Linked DNA regions of Mus musculus: region 2 is linked to region 1. Evidence: chromatin contacts called from public Micro-C data. All regions are on one chromosome and are shown on one strand. Each heading gives the region's core, a stretch centred on a gene start, on an enhancer-like site or on the middle of the called end of the contact. The rest is flanking DNA. Distances are from core to core; before and after follow the strand shown.

Region 1 (2,700 bases), core at 99-2,598:
AGAAGCTACAACTCGCTTCTTAAAACATAAACTTGATTTCTTGGTTTTTGTTCAAAGCTTTCTTTTTCCATTGATGCAATTATCCTTTTCATCTCCCTTTTACTTCCACTAAGGAAATCAAATACAGCCACTATTGAGAATCTTTGCCTCTCTGAGTAAACTAAAATTGTTTTGTTTCATTCATAGGAAGTTTGCTTGACTTCTTAAAAGATGGTGAAGGAAGAGCTCTGAAGTTGCCAAACCTTGTGGACATGGCGGCACAGGTGGGCCTGGGGTCTTAATTCAGGCTGTGGCTGTACCAGCACGGACTCTCAAGGTGTTGTGGTGTAACAGCTGTGCCCCCTTCCCTGGGTTTCCACAGGTTGCTGCAGGAATGGCTTACATCGAGCGCATGAATTATATCCACAGAGATCTGCGATCAGCAAACATTCTAGTGGGGAATGGACTAATTTGCAAGATTGCTGACTTTGGATTGGCTCGGTTGATTGAAGACAATGAATACACAGCAAGACAAGGTGGGCACTTCCAGGGCAGTGGCTCCTGATTGATCTTTGCCTGCACAGCCTTCTCCTTACCTTCATTTCCTCCCTCTTCCCTTTGTTTGTCTGATCTGGCGCGAGCTGCACAGTTCTCAGGTGGGAGCTAGTGGATCTAGTTGGCGTGTGCAGTGCTGGTCTAGTAAGTGGGCGTCTGTTCCCATGGCTTGCCTGGCTTTTGGGAAGTATCTAGGCCCACGGTGTTCCACTTTTGGAGAAAGAAGGCTTTGAGAAGCCAAGTTATAGCTCATTCTCCATTAGCCACCTCTGAGCAGAAATCAGGTGACACTCCAAGTCAGACAAGTTCCTTTACAAAGGAACAGGCGTGGTGTTGGAAAACGGAGAACATAATAAATAGCAGGGGAGCCAAGGCTCAGAATGCAACAGGAGTAGGTAGCGCCAGAGCAAAGACACCTCCTGGTAGAGAGCCTGCACATGGAGGCGATTCCTGATCTCAGTCAGCAGCTGCCTGCCAGGCCCAGCCAGGACCAGCTGGGACCAGCCTGAGACTGAGCTCTGCAGAGCGCTGAGGAGAAAAGAAATGGTCTGGAGGGCCTGGAGGACTGCAGTGCTGGAGAAGCCGTCTCTTCTCCTGCCTCACCCACCCCCTGCAAAGGGTCAAAGACATTAGTTTTATGTAAACCACGTACCAGACCAGAAGCCAACCCACTTGGGGAGGAGGGATTGTTTGTCAAGCACCAGATGTCAGGAAAGAATTCCCAAGGTGTTTTCTGCCTTCCTGGCTGGCTGCTTGCATGGCAGTGTCCAGGCATAGCACTGAGGAACTAGCAACAGTGGAGGCCTCTGTGTGGGTTTTAAAGCCGGAACTCAGGCAGGGAGTAGGTTTCCTTGGTGAAACTAACCGAAGCCTGGCCACCCCAGCCAAGCTGAGCAGTAGTGGGGATGGATTACAGGATGGTGCATTCTGCAGTTTTATGTTGAATAGTAGTTGTTTCGCTCATTTTTGGCAATTCCTTCCGCCTTTCACTTGCCTCAGAATGGAAGTGCAGTGAATGATGTGAGAAAATGTTAAACTGGGGCCCTGCCTAGGTACTGACACTATCCAAGTGCTCGGTTGCATGTCGGACAAACCGCCCAGCTATTTGAATTCCCCACTCCCACCCCTGGCACACGCCATCTCTTGCCCTTGTGGGATCCTGGGGGGTACGGGGGGGGGGGGTATGCACACAGACACACACCCAAAGTCAGGGGTCACAAAAGCAGGCTGTATCTCTAAGCAGAGAGGAATACAGACGTGACTTGGTGACAGGGCATGCCAAGAGGGTCTGAGTGAATATGATCAGAGGCCTTGCCCTGAGGGAGAGCCTGTGAGGGTTGATAACCAGCATGTTCCATTTAGGAAATGGCTCCAAAGAAACTCAGGAGCTTCCGTCTGTGTGTGAGAAAGTCTCCGTGGCAGAGGGAGCAGTGCAAGACTGTTTACTTTTAACTAGACTTTGAACTCTGTAGAGTCTATGGTTAACACCCTTGACCCATCTGTGAATGAGAGGTGTCAGGCCAGGAGCTAACAGATGCTACCAGAGTACTGTTGGGATGGACTGGGTACATAAGTCATGCATCATTCATAAGGGTGCCTAAGACTGTGGCCTCAGGCGGCTGGCACCTCTCATGTCAGGTTCTGCACTGGAACCCATCCAGGGCCCTCTCAGCCTGGCCATGCAGCCTTCCTTCCCACTTCCCACCATGACTGCCTCTCTGCCCTGCCTCCCCCCCATGACATCCAGACCACAGTCTGAGGCCCTTTCCAAGGACAAGCCTCAGTCCTTTGTTCAGCATTTCCTTGACAGAAGAGTCCACCTTTCCCTCTTAGAATATTATTTCTTCTTTCTTATCTTTGTCAACTGTCTTCAGATGCATACCAAACACTGAAAAGGGTAAGCAATAAGGGTTACAGGAGCTAGAGTATGACAGGAGAGACGGGCAGTCTGTGCTGTCCTGAAGCTGAGAACCAGGAAAGGCCAAGGCACGTCAGGACCTGGAAGGGGCAGGAAATAGACCCATAGTTAGCATATTTGTTCATACAAATCACAAAGCTCACAAGTGGAAGGTCCGGATTTGAAAACAGTACAGCCCACCTGACCAGGTGTGCTCTTGAGCTGTGCCCACTGTCTCCCCCCAAGACAGTGAATCAGAGAATAGAATG
Region 2 (2,700 bases), core at 53-2,552, 180 kb after region 1:
TTAATAAGCTTAAGGTGGACCATGAGACTGAATTTCCAACAGAGTTTGAGGTGATGCTGCTGCTGAATCAATGACCCCACACTGAGGACAATACTCTCGTTCCATGTTCCCAACTGTCTAACAGTCTGCACCTGGTTATCAACGGGCATTTTGTTGTGGTCTGTTTTGAAACAGAAGTTTCACTGTGTAGCCCTGGCTGACTTGGAACTAGCTATGCAGAGCAACTGTCTCAAACTCAGAGAGATCCATGTGTCTCTGCCTTCTAAGTGCTGGTAAAAAGGCACACTCAACCTTCATGTAGGGATTTTTTTTTTTTTTTTAACTAAAGCTTAGGAACAATTTTGTAATTTGGACTAAACAATACAAAGCAGAATTTATCAAGGATCTCACTGAATCAAGATAAAGGCCGAAGAACCACATTCCAAGTAAGAAAGGAACTGTTTGCCAGTAAGAACTTACTTCTAAGGTCTTACTGTATCTGTGTGACGATTTAAAGCCCGGAGACTCGGCAGATGTTCCTGCAAGGAATGGAAGGTGTTTGCCATACCCCCAGACACCAGGCTCCTGACACAAGTCTCAGCTCTCCATAATTCTGTGGCCATCAGTCGTATAGGGCAATGTTCCAAGCAAGCTCCTGGTATTGTTTCAACTCCACCCCACAGTTACCTGGCAATAGCCAGGTACCCCTGGCCCACTATAAAAGGGGCTGTTTTCCTCCTCCTCCTCCCTCTCTTACTCTTACTCTCTTAGTTTTGCCTCTCTCTCTCTTGCCCTCTTGCTTCCCCTCTCTCCCTCCCCTCCCCCCTCCATGTGGCCATGGCCGGCCTCTTTTCTCTTCTTCTCCTCTTCTCCTCCTCTCCTTTCCTCTCCCTCCCCCCCCCCCCCCCCCCCCCCCCCCCGCCTTTCTCTGCCTCTACTACCTCTTAGCTCCCCTTCCTAGACACTCCTACCTGCAAAAGGTATTTAACCTCAGGCTCGCCAGAACAAGCCAAGGGCACTCTCCTCCCCATCTTTTCCCTTTGGCCCTGGGCTAGAGCCAGCCTGCAGGCTGACACTCCATTCTCAGCTCCTCTGAGGCATCCAGCAGCATCTGCAGTGCCCAAGAGTTTGAGAACTTGTCATTCTCAGCCTCCTTGCAGGCCCAGGGACCCCAGAACAGGCTCTTCTGTGGCACCCAGCGGCTCTGTGGTGCCTAAGAGTCCAAGCCAACTCCGGCAGTCCACGGGGACCATAGACTGTGCTTTCTCATCCCAAAAGCGGAGTCCTGAGGCTTCTCACAGCCTAACACCCACCTGGTGGCAGCATGCGGTGTGCACTGTCAAACTTCCAGTGCTCTGCTTCACCCAGCAGCCAGAGTCCTGGGCTCCACATGGGCCACCATTTTAACCCACAAGAGAACACTGGGAAGAGCAGACTCACATTTCTTAAACTATAAGCCAAACACCTCTACTTGCCCCCAGTTTCCTTCAATCATAATCTTTTATTATATCAACAAAAGGTAACTAATACTATAGATTAAGAACAGAATTTTTAAAAGATAATATCACTACTCTATAAAATTAAAAAAAAAAAACCGGGGGAGGGAGGGTATGGGGGACTTTTGGGATAGCATTTGAAATGTAAATGAAGAAAATACCTAATTTTAAAAAAGTTTAAAGTTAAAAACAAAACAAAACAAAAAGCCCAGAGGTGGGCGTGGTGGCGCATGCCTTTAATCCCAGCACTCTGGAGGCAAAGGCAGGCGGATTTCTGAGTTAGAGGCCAGCCTGGTCTACAAAGTGAGTTCCAGGACAGCCAGAGCTATACAGAGAAACCCTGTTTTCTCTGTATAGAGAAAACAAAACAAAAACAAAAAACAAAACAAAACAACAAAAAACAAAACAAAACAACAAAAAAAACCAACCAAAACAAACAAATAAAATAAAATAAAAAAACCTAAATTTTCTTCCTCTTCTTTACCATAGTTTTTAGTCTTCCTTTTCAACACGGTTTTTAGTCTTTTAATTTACCAATCATTAAAGTTACACAAGAACCTAACAGCTATTAATTTTTTTCCAGCAACTATTTTAGAAAATCCTAAAATAGTTTACAATGGTTATGCTAAAAAATAAAGCAAACAAATCCCTTAAAGTTGTAAATAAAAAAGTCCACTTAATTATAAGCACTACACATTTATTTCCGAAAGCTGTAACCCTCAGCACAACTAACGTAAGCTGTGGAACACTTGTTAGTCTCTCAATCTGAGTATGAACTAAGCAGCCTTCTACCACACAGTGCCTCTTGTCCTAACTGGCGGGAAGTACTGAGATAAAGGCTGATGCCCACATGAAAAACACAACACAATTTACTTTAAATCTTATTTTAAAGGGTCCTAGCATGAATTACATAGAAAATGTTACTTTTAAAGCCTAATAAAGTGCCCATTAAAAGTACTGTCTTACTTAGGGTTTTACTGCTGTGAACAGACACCATGACCAAGGCAACATTTCATTGGCGCTGGCTTACAGGTTCAGAGGTTCAGTCCATTATCATCAAGGCAGGAACACGGCAGCATCCAGGCAGGCACGGTATAGGAGGAGCTGAGAGTTCTACATCTTCATCTGAAGGCTGCTAGTAGAATACTGGCCTCCAGGCAGTTAGGATGAGGTTCTTATAGCCCATACCCAGGGTAACAAACCTACTCCAATAGGGCCACACCTT

The links. A called contact is a pair of places that touch in the nucleus more often than the background predicts.
Region 2: a contact with region 1 is called in a Micro-C map of embryonic stem cells, with 2.1 times the contacts expected there. The contact joins two enhancer-like sites. A contact is called at or near these places in 14 of 484 Hi-C or Micro-C datasets (Th1 cells, cerebellar granule neurons, cerebellum and 6 more), 3 of 115 datasets of contacts at active chromatin or transcription factors (T-cell acute lymphoblastic leukemia, embryonic basal ganglia and embryonic stem cells) and 2 of 9 other capture datasets (adipose tissue and embryonic stem cells).

What each region holds. Positions count from the first base shown.
Region 1 is chr10:39,533,448-39,536,147 of GRCm38.p6, forward strand. It overlaps Fyn (Fyn proto-oncogene), which reads left to right. Exons shown (of 14, transcript NM_001122893.1): 11 at 187-263; 12 at 362-515. Among named protein-coding and RNA genes, the nearest start is that of Gm40627, 56 kb to the right of the region's middle. Within about 2 kb of position 1,349, at least 95 of the 459 cell types and tissues checked have an H3K27ac peak or open chromatin away from gene starts, as enhancers often do. A contact at or near this core is called in embryonic stem cells, where this site is marked.
Region 2 is chr10:39,715,824-39,718,523 of GRCm38.p6, forward strand. All of the region lies in intron 1 of E130307A14Rik (RIKEN cDNA E130307A14 gene), which reads right to left. Among named protein-coding and RNA genes, the nearest start is that of E130307A14Rik, 15 kb to the right of the region's middle. Within about 2 kb of position 1,303, at least 12 of the 459 cell types and tissues checked have an H3K27ac peak or open chromatin away from gene starts, as enhancers often do. A contact at or near this core is called in embryonic stem cells, where this site is marked.